Linked DNA regions of Hordeum vulgare: region 2 is linked to region 1. Evidence: chromatin contacts called from public Hi-C data. All regions are on one chromosome and are shown on one strand. Each heading gives the region's core, a stretch centred on a gene start, on an enhancer-like site or on the middle of the called end of the contact. The rest is flanking DNA. Distances are from core to core; before and after follow the strand shown. Region 1 holds the start of LOC123444183 (G-type lectin S-receptor-like serine/threonine-protein kinase LECRK1). Region 2 holds the start of LOC123444185 (phosphoethanolamine N-methyltransferase 1-like).

What was found. A called contact is a pair of places that touch in the nucleus more often than the background predicts.
Region 2: a contact with region 1 is called in a Hi-C map of leaf, with 5 times the contacts expected there. The contact joins the promoter of LOC123444185 here to the promoter of LOC123444183 in region 1. A contact is called at or near these places in 2 of 6 Hi-C or Micro-C datasets (leaf and seedling) and 1 of 1 datasets of contacts at active chromatin or transcription factors (embryo).

The regions. Positions count from the first base shown.
Region 1 is chr3H:447,157,337-447,162,696 of MorexV3_pseudomolecules_assembly, forward strand. It overlaps LOC123444183 (G-type lectin S-receptor-like serine/threonine-protein kinase LECRK1), which reads right to left and starts at 3,361. Exons shown (of 1, transcript XM_045120820.1): 1 at 557-3,361. The coding sequence starts at 3,108. The coding sequence ends at 721. LOC123444184 (putative clathrin assembly protein At2g01600) reads left to right here. Exons shown (of 15, transcript XM_045120821.1): 15 at 1-140.
Region 2 is chr3H:447,290,388-447,295,747 of MorexV3_pseudomolecules_assembly, forward strand. It overlaps LOC123444185 (phosphoethanolamine N-methyltransferase 1-like), which reads left to right and starts at 2,931. Exons shown (of 12, transcript XM_045120822.1): 1 at 2,931-3,246; 2 at 3,408-3,541; 3 at 4,240-4,377; 4 at 4,508-4,645; 5 at 4,866-5,009; 6 at 5,297-5,360. The coding sequence starts at 3,195.

The DNA of each region.
Region 1 (5,360 bases), core at 2,111-4,610:
TGTATAGCTCATGCTTGTATTAAATTTTGGTGTATATTTTCTCACCACTTTGGTGGTCATGGAATGGAAGACCCTCCTTGTAAAGAATTTCGTCGTTGCTGATGCGGCATCACATGCCAATGAAAACTTTTATTGGGATACAGGAAACACAGTCACGGAGGTTACAGTTACACATGAGTTCTTGATAGTTGATACCCATTCCCCAGCGACCTGGTTTTTCTTTTCCAATTGCTTATTTTTCTTTAGTCTCCGGCGAGGAACTCACGAGGAGAGTAAACATTCTTAAATTTCGTTCAGTCTGATCGTTTAGTGGAATATCAGAATTCTATCAGAATTCAGATAAGCGATCATTTTCTTTCATGCAAGTTTGTAACTTCATTTCTTAAAGGAATTTTTTGGTCCAGTATCACTAATGGAAAAGGTGATCGGCCCGGTTGGTAAAAAGAGAAGAGCTGTCTGTGAATAGCAGCGTCTACAAAATTGAGCTATCAATTAGGTCTTTTGTCAAAAAAAAAAAAAAAAAAGAGAGAGAGAGAGAGAGAGAGAGAGCTATCGATTAGGTCCAAAATCATTGCCAGCGTCATATTTGTTTTCATTTTCTTCATCGAGCTTTGAGTCTTTTGTGCGAAACAAAAGTAGAAATCATATTGTTGATCTCTACAAAAACCTACATATAGTGAACTAAATTCAGCTGCATTTCTCTACCATCATATACACACATCAATAGGAAGCGGGAGGCGGTGGAAATGGCACCTCCAAATGTCCTTCCAGCATCAAGATGACGCTCTTGATGGACGGCCTCGACTCAGGCTCTCCTTGCACGCACCAGATCCCAACCTTCACCGCCCGCTCCATGGCCGCCGCGTCGACCACCTCGTCGCTGTTCATGGCCCTCGTCACCTCACCCCTCAGCAGGCACTCGTACGCCAGCTCCCTCAGCGTGCGCTCCTCGCCGGCCTCCTCCATCTCCATGCCCCTCCTGCACGTCACGATCTCGAGCAGCACCACGCCGTAGCTGTACACGTCCGCCTTCACCGTGACCGGCCCGGCGCCCCTGTACCACTCGGGTGCCAGGTACCCGCGCGTGCCACGGACGCCGGTGAAAGTGCGCGTCTGGTCGGGCTGCAGCAGCTTCGCCAGCCCGAAGTCGGCGATCTTGGCCGTGCCGGCCGCGTCCATGAGGATGTTCTGCGGCTTGACGTCGCAGTGGATCACGCGGCTGTCCAGCTCGTCGTGGAGGTAGTGCAGGCCCCGCGCCACGTCGAGCGCGATGCCTAGGCGGCCGGGCCACGCCGGCGCGCGGGATGCGCCGCCCTTGAAGAGCAGGTCCGCCACCGAGCCGTTGCTCATGAACTCGTAGACGAGGAGGCGGCTCGCGCCCTCGTGGCAGAAGCCCAGGAGGCGGACCAGGTTGCGGTGGCTCGTCCGCCCGATGGCGCGCACCTCTCTCTGGAACTCCCGCTCGCCGTCTTCCACCAGCTTCTCCAGCCGCTTCACGGCGATGACCTTCTCGCCGTTGCGCAGCGCCCCTTTGAACACCGTGCCGAACGCGCCGCGGCCCAGAGGGTCCCGGAAGCTGTGCGTCGCGCGCTCCAGCTCCTGGTAGGTGTACGATCTCAGGGGCGCCGTCTCCTCCTCCAAGCCCTCGCCGGCGTCGGCGTTCGCGAGCGCCACGTGCCGGTGTAAGATCCTCCAGTTCGCCCGGAGCAGCCGCGCGGAGGCGATCAAGGCGGACAACGCGACGCATGCTAGAACGCCGATGCAAACCAGCGCGATGGTGGTCGCGCGCCCGACGCCGACGGATCTGTGGTTGGTGTCCCTGCCGCTGCCGCCCGGCGTCGGGTTCGCCGCTCCCCCGGTCTTCACGGACAGCGCGTACCCGCCGCCCACGCGGCCGTACCGCAGAGGGAGCTGCTGCTTCGTGCACGTGCCGTCGTTGGCGTCCCTTAGCACCGCGGCGCAGAAGCAGTCGCCCAGGCACGCCGCTTGGCAGTCGGCCGCGCTCGTGCCCGCGCCCATCACCTCGTACGGCGTGTCCGCCCATGACATGTTGGGCGTGGGCGCCATGGAGAAGCCTGCGGCGTCTTGTTGTCCCCCCTTGCATTGGCCGGCGCTGGAGTTCACCGTGCAACCGAGCGCGGCGTTGCTCGCGTCGACGAAACCGAACCCAGGCGGGCACAGACAGGTAGGCTGCCCGTCGCGATCGAGGACGCAGTAGCTGTTGAACCCACAAACTCCCTTGACAAGGCACCGATCGCTCGGTGTGCTCCATAGGACGTCGGCCTTTGACGCGCCGCCGGACACGAAGGCGTGGCGGTACAGACGCAGAACTCCGTCAGGGTCAAGCGTGAGACGGTAGTGGGCTTGCTCCCCAGCTTTTGCGGCTCCGGGTCGCGTCAGGTTGTTGGTGTAGCTGCCGTTGCTGTTCGCCTGGTAGAGCACGCCACTGGCATCCAGGCGCAGGGTGAGGGGGAAGCCGATCTGGAAGGTCACCGTGTCCCAGTACGCCGCGGCTGCCACGTTGCTCGTGCCCACCGGGTACAGCACGAGGTTGCCGTCGTTTTGCTGGTTGGTGAGCCGGTACTTCCCGGTGGCCCTCGTGGTGTCCGACACGCTGGAGAAGAGCTGAGCCCCGGGCACGAGGTCCTGCCCGGCGAGCAGGGTGTCGGTCGGGGACGCGAACGTCGACCACACCACCGACGCGTCCGCGCCGTACAGGACGAAGTTGCCGTCGTCGAGCATGGCGCCGGAGACAGCCGGCCGGGACGGGACTGCCACCGGCCTGTCCTTGATGCTCGCGCCGATCCAGATGAGGCGGCCGTCGTAGGTGAGCATCAGCGAGCCGCCCGTGTCCGGCGTGTCGTTGCGGTTCGCGGTCCACGTGACCGTTACGTTGGGCGCGGTGGCGAGCCAGACGCCGATGGCGAGGCCGCCGTCCGTGGCGTAGAAGCCGAAGGAGAAGCGGCCCGACGGGGACGACCAGCCGGCGCCGGCGGCAGCCAGTAGGGGGGACCTTGATGTGATGTTCGTCTGCGCGAATGACACTTGGAGGGAAACATGGATGACTAGTGTTAAGTAGAAGAGCAGATGGAAAGGCTTGGCCGCCATGGATGGATGATGATGAGCTTGCTGGGCGAATGCTCGGTGGGGGGTCGCTTAGTGCGTGTATGATGAATTGGTGATGCTGATACTGCAAATCACTCAACAGCAAGTCAATCCTTAGTCAGAAATGTACATTAGAACTAATCTGCCGGCCGAAACTTTAGGATCCACCAACCACTTCATGCAATATTTTTTCGTTCGATGCAGCAATCTTTTCAATGGTTGCAACAAAAAATAAAATTTGTAGTAAGAAAAATATCTACGTGGTCGTAACAAAAAAACGAAGTTGATGGTGCGCGGTAGCAAAAGTCAAACACCGGTTGTGGAAAATATCTACGTGACGTGAATGTAACTTTTTTAGTGAACGGTTGCAGCAAAGAATGATGCCGGTTATAGCAAAATTAACACAGTTGTAGCAAAAGTAAAAAATAGCGATTGTAACGAAAATCCAACGAACTGAAGTTGCAATCAACCATGAATGAGCTTTTTAGCGGACAGATGTAGCAAAACAAAACGTTTATAGCAAATATAATGTCGTTTGCAACAATTTTAAATGAAGAAAGTTAGATATCAAGTCAACGAACGCCCGCATGTGTGCGACCGGCCGAACGATTCCCATTAGAGTTTCTGTTGCATCTTGATTTGCCAACGAAGCAACACCATCGGAAGCACTTGTCGAGCAATATCGTGGCTGCGACTTTTCCGTGAAACCGGGCATCATGTGGACCACGAGAAGGGAGACTGCGTATGGACTTTTTTTTTTCATGAACATCCACAGGCGGCCGAAATCACTATCTCGACCCTTCTTGAAAACTTAAGCGAGATGGATTTTTTTCATTGTAATATGACCCTTTTCCTACAAGTAATGCTACACGTACATAAGTTTATAAAAATTTTATACCCAGAAGAATTTTGATTGGAGGTTAAAAGGGATGAGACCCCATCCTTATTAAAAATTAGGGGAGGAGAGATTAGTTAAAAAGAAAAAAGAGATTGACTAGCGACGGCGCCGCATATATGCTCTTCCATGCGGCGGCTCCTTAAACAGTCGGTTGAGCCCAATTCCCTTTGATGTTTAAAATTCAAAAAGTTTTATCTATAAAACCGTTAATTCAATCGATAATCCGTTTTCACTATTGACTTTCTCGCGACGAGTTTTTCGAAACTAGATCCCACGTCGACATGTTTTGATAATTATTTTTTTCAGTTCAAACTTGTCATATTTTTTGACCCCACTTGACATATTATTAACCACTTACTTGTCTGGGAAAAATAACTTGATTGCCATTTTTTAATGTTGTTTCGTATAAAGCCTTGTGGCAGTTTCTATTATGCATGATATAAAAAGCATGTAATAGGTTGTGTTTGCCAATTTAAATATGCTAATTTGTCGTATTTACATATAACTTTGCGAGAAAACTATTTTGTGTGCTTGTTAGTTTTAAGTATGTCGAGTTGTCATATTTACAAACGATGACCAAAAAAGATTTCTTGTGGTCATCGATTTTAAATATGTTGAGTTGTCATATTTTCGCGCGTAATCGCCTATAAAAAGTTGTTTGTGTTTGCTAGTTTGATTATGTCGAGATGTCATATTTATATGCAATCTCCAAAAAATATGACGATTAAATTATTTTTTATCACACAAGTAAGTACTTACTAATATGACAAGTAAGTGCAACAAATATGGTAAGTACGAGTAAAAAAAAAGTTGTCGAAATATGTCGACATGGATCTAGTTTTGAAGATTTCGTCAAAACAAAGTCAATGGCGAAAACGGATCATCGATCGAATTAATGGTTTAAGAGATAAAAGTTTTTGAATTCCAATCATTTAGAGATGAATCATTGCATGCATGCATGCATGCATGGGAAGAGAACACAATGCATGCTTGCGCAGCCGCAACATGGTGATGCCGAGATGCGGCGCTGTTAATTAGATTTTCCCAAGAAAGAATGATAGTCAGTGTGTAACCGTGTGTAACTCTTTGTATGTTTATCATTTTTGTTTCCTACCCTAGCTCAGTGATAGTAGGTATAACTACCTACCGTCAGGGTCTTTGATGGTAGGTTAATGACAGTTGCTCACGATCATGTAGTGATTGCTAACCTGGATAAACGGTCTATCGCCAACTACCAGGAATGATAGGTTGTTATACCCTACCGGCAATGTGTCTGATGGTAGGGATTAACATCCCAAACCCCCCAAATGGGAATGTTGCTTCTATCGAACAAAATTGGGCGGTAGGTCATGGAGCT
Region 2 (5,360 bases), core at 1,681-4,180, 130 kb after region 1:
TCACGAACGTCACAAGGGTTTCCGAAATGGTCCAGAAACGAAGATTGATATATATGATTGTTTCATTTGGTCTCCGGAAAGATTTCGGGCATTACCGGCAGTGTACCAGGAGTGACGAACGGGTTCCGAGTTTTTATCGGGAGGGGCCCACCCACCCGGGAGTGAGACTAATAGCCCAAGGGTGGCGCACCAGCCCTTAGTGGGCTGGTGAGGCCAGCCCAAGTGGGCTATGTCGGCTAAGGAAAAAACCAAAGGAAAAAAAAGAGGGAGGTGGGAAGGAAGAGGAGGACTCCTCCTTCCCCAAACCGAATTGGGGTTGGAGTCCTCCTCCTCTCTCGTCCGGCACCCTTGGGGCTCTCTTGAGACTCAAGGCTAGCCCCTCCCCTCCTCCTATATATATTAGAGGTTTTAGGGTTTTTGAAACACAACTTTGCCACGTGCAACCCTAAACCTCTACTTCGTAGTTCTTCCTCTAGATCAGAGAGAATTACGAAGCTATTATAATCATGCACATAAGAATCATATTATATATCAGAGAAGAGTCAAATATTTATCATGAATAATCCGAACATAAACCCACAATTCATCGGATCCCAACAAACGCACCGTACAAAATAGTTACATCATATGGATAAAATCGAAGACGAGATGATCATTGTATTAAAGATCAAAGAGAGAGATAAATATGTCGTCTAGGTACGGCCATGGACCCGTAGGTCTATGGTGAACTACTCACACATCATCATGAGGGCAGCAAGGTTGACGAAGAAGCCCTCCATGATCGATCCCCCCTTCGATAGAGTGACGGAACGGAGCTCTAGATGGCCTCCTGTCGAAACAGAGGCTTGCGGCGGCGTAAAAAGTGTTTCGGGACCTCCTCTGATGTTTTTAGGGTAAATAGGAATTTATAGGCCAGAGAACGGGATCAGGGGAGCCACGAGGCGGCCACAACCTATCAAGTCGCGCCCCCAGGGTGTGGCCAGATGGCTTGTGAGAGCCTCGTGTGCCTCCCGGCCTTCTTTCGATGCTCCACGGTGTTCTTTTAGTCCAGAAAAAATGCACAAAAATTTTCAGGTCCATTGAGCTTCGTTTAGTACTGGAACCTGCAAAGTGGAAAAACATCCAGAAAACAACAACTAGCACCAGATGTTGGGTTAATAGGTTAGTACTTAAAAATAATGTAAATTGATAGGTATGTGTCTAAAAAGTGTTCTAAAATGATAACATAATAGCATGGATCAATAAAAAAAATATAGATACATTGAAGACGTATCAATCTCCTGCTTGTATTAAATTTTTATGTATGTTTTTTCACCGCTTTGATGGTCATGGAAGACCCTGCTCTAAAGAATTTAGTTATTGCTGATGCAACATTACATGTAATGAAAACGGGTACTTGGATAGAGGAAACACAGAGGTAACTGATCGCACGAGTTCTTGATCCCCACTCCGAGTGACCTGAATCTCTTGGCAAGTGTTTTTCTTATTTTGGTCTCCTATGAGGAATTCACAAGAAGAGGGGACATTCTTAATCCGTTTATTTAGTGGAGTATCAGAATTCAGTCAAACAATCATTTTTCATTCATGCAAGTTTGGAACTTATTCTCTTAAAAAAATAGGCCACTATCATAATGGAAAGGGGAGTTACCTAGTTGGTAAAAGGAAAATATCTAGCTGTGAAATAACAATGTCTAACAAATAGAGCTATCGATTTGATTTCTCAGTTCCATCATTTGGGCAAAACAAAAATATGACTCCACGAAACAATTTACTTTTTGCAAAAAGATAAACACCCAAAATAAGCTGAGCGCTCCTTACTTCAACCCAAGATACTAATCACATGCACCCAAATCCCTTCATTTCTCTCAAAACTAGCCAAAAAATCAGAAGCGCTCGAAGCAATCTTTTGGGTCGGCGTCTTAGGTGATAATATGATTCAAGCTGGAAACTATCTACCCGAAGAAGATCGAAATCCAGGAGTGACTATGATTCAAGCTGAAAACTATCTACCCGAAGGAGATCGAAATCCAGGAGCCCTTATTTAAGCGTCGCGTTGGAGATTGCTTAGGGCATTCGTTCGAATCCATCCATGAAGTTGGATAGTCCAAAACTAGAACCTTGCCGAATAGCCCAAGTCGGTGCTTGTTTTAGTTTTAGGTATCGGATTTAGTTTTGAAAAAGTTGAATATTCGGTAAATAATAATTATTAACATTGCCTCGATACAAGACACGATAGACACTGTATCATGTCTTGTATATAGGCTACGTCAATTAAATTAGATCGGATGGACTATTTCAAAACAGCTTTGAAAATTTTAATCAAAATCTGATTAAAGGTCTAGTTCCAGCGTATTGAACTGATGAAGCACGTCTAGAAACGGAGGGAGTATGCTTCAGTGCACATCCACTACTGTTTCCGTGGAAGGTGAAGTCCAAACAACGAGTCCCAAATGTCATCGCTGTTAGTGCCACGACGGGATGAATGGAGAGGATGCGAATATCAACTTGGCTAGCTGGGTCTCGCCTGGTGGTGACTGGTGTGGCGAGGAATCGAGAAGGAAATTCGACAGCCCAGCACGGACCACCACGTCCTCCCGATTCATTCGTCACGTTTCATACGGTAGGAGTACTAGTAGTAGTTTCCTTGACACAATGGTGAAAGTAGCATCTCCAGGAAAAGCAACTGGCTACCGTTCATCAGATCCCAACCCCGTAACCGAGCCCAGGCAGCCAGACACGCGGCGCGCGCCGTCCAATCAGGCTACAGATCAGCTCAGCCAAGGCGACAAAAAGCGAAATCAACAAAATAATCAAAACCCCGATCCAAGATCCGCGCCCGCCGTGTGGCGCAGATCTCACGGTGGATCGCTCGACTTCGATCGCCCTCCCTCCCTTCCGCCCGGCTATAAAACCCTTTCCAACCTCGCCTTCTCCCCCCACCTACTACCGCATCCGCCACTGCTCGTTCACACCCGCTCCACTCGTCCGCGCTCCTCCCCCTCCCCGCAGCCCCGACGTGATCCCGTCGTGGATGCAGCCGCGTGGGAGGTCGTTCAACCGCCGCTCCCGCAGCTTCTCCCGCGCCCGCCTCGCCGTCGAGGGATCCTAATCTCGCCCGCCTCCCGTAACGAACAACCATCCCATCTGATAAATTCACGCGGAACAGCCCGCCGTTAACAGCCACGGGAACTAAGATGGACGCCGCCGCCGCCGCCGCCGCTGCCGCCGACGCAGTCGTTGCCAACGGTAAGCAGGAGGGGCTCACCAAACACCGTTCCGTGTCGGCCGGATCGGACCGGATCTCTGCTCTCGCTTGGTTGTTGGTTGGGGGGAACGGTCGAGCACATGGCGTGCGTGTCTTCCCTGTTTGCTGGAGTGGGGTCACTGACGCGTGGCGTGTGTTGCAGGGGTGCTGGCGAAGCTGGAGGAGGAGAGGGAGGCGCAGAAGAGGTACTGGGAGGAGCACTCCAGGGACCTCACTGTTGAGGCCATGATGCTCGACTCCCGTGCCGCCGATCTGGACAAGGAGGAGCGCCCCGAGGTGATAACGCCATTCCATCGCCTCGTTTCCGTTCCGTTGATTAGTGGTAAATGGTTAAGTGCCAGTATATCTGCGGATACATGATATTTTCGTTTCTTCAACTGTCCACCTGCCTGATCTGGGGAGCATGTGTGTTGATTTACTGCTTTTGCCCCCACCCGGCTCGGCGGCTCCAAGTATTACCAATCATAATATTGGCGCTACCTAGAAGAAATGCATGTTGTAATCGTTGATGCTTTTGGAGGTGCTGCGTTATTTGGGGAGCAAACTGATCCGTATTGTGTGGTGTTCAACGCAACTGTGCTGTGCTCATTGATGATGCTGACACGTAATTTTTAGTGTTCCCTGGATCCTAGTTTGGTTAAAGAAAAATATCGCGTCTACTTGAGATGATGCCAAAAACCTCAACTTCAATATGAAGTTTGTACTTGCTTTTTGGTTTTATAGAAGTTTGCCATTCATATTTTCCTTAGTAATAATATAATAATCCATCTTCTTGTATTTTACATTCAACATCAATATGGCATATTACATCAGGTATCATATAAGAAGACTTACCATGCTATATGCAGAGTACTAGAATAATTAAGGTGTAGTTCCCATGAAATAGACATGATTTCTTGCAAATTAGGACTTCAGAACATGTTTACCTGGACTTGTATTCAAGATTCTCATATAATTCCACTCTTACTTTTCAGATACTGTCTTTACTTCCTTCATATGAAGGAAAATCAGTGCTGGAGCTTGGCGCGGGAATAGGTCGCTTTACTGGAGAACTGGCTAAGACAGCTGGGCATGTTCTTGCAATGGATTTCATTGAAAGTGTGATTAAAAAGGTATCAGCATTTAACTACTCCTGATTTAAGAAAACATATTGGGTGCCTGAATTGCGATGGCATTCTTTTAATCGCCACATGCATGAAATGCCTGGTTCACTGAGCTCTTTTCAATATATTTTCATTGTAGAATGAAAGCATAAATGGCCATTACGAAAATGCATCCTTCATGTGTGCTGATGTTACATCTCCAGACCTGGTGATTGAGGACAACTCGATTGATCTCATATTTTCAAACTGGCTACTGATGTATCTTTCAGACGAGGAGGTAAGATAATGCACTTATGAACCTGGTTGTTTGTCTCGATCCTTGATTTAATAGCCATTTTACAGGCCTGTAGTAATCCTTTATTGTCCAGATCAATAGTTAACCCTGGTTCCGGAAAGCCTGAACTGATAACATCTAAGCTAATTTTTTGTCGGCATGTGTTAACTGGTATTCTATTTGATTTCCTGTGACTGTTTCTAAGCTTTATCCCTTGCTGTAGGTCGAGAAGCTTGTAGAAAGAATGGTTAAATGGCTCAAAGTTGGTGGCCATATCTTCTTTAGAGAATCATGCTTCCATCAATCTGGAGACTCAAAAAGGAAAGTGAATCCGACACATTATCGTGAACCAAGGTTTTACACTAAGGTAAAAAATGCTAACTTTTCTACCACTAGTGCCTTTCTCCCATTTCAGTTTCAGTTTTCAGTCTGTTTTCTGTTCTATTCGAAATTAATCATTACCTACTTTACTGCATATTAGCTATTGCCTCTAGAATGGATACATCAGTACAAATTAGTGTCACTTGCACTACTTCGCAACAATTTTATGTAGGATTGAATGCTCCACCACTTTCATTGCTTACCTGAGCTTTTGCCAACAAATTGATATGGTAGCATTTTCTTTTAAATAGCTAACATTTGATTTCCAAATAGGTATTTAAAGAGGGCCATGCCATTGATCAGAGTGGGAGCTCCTCTGAACTTTCTCTGCTTACTT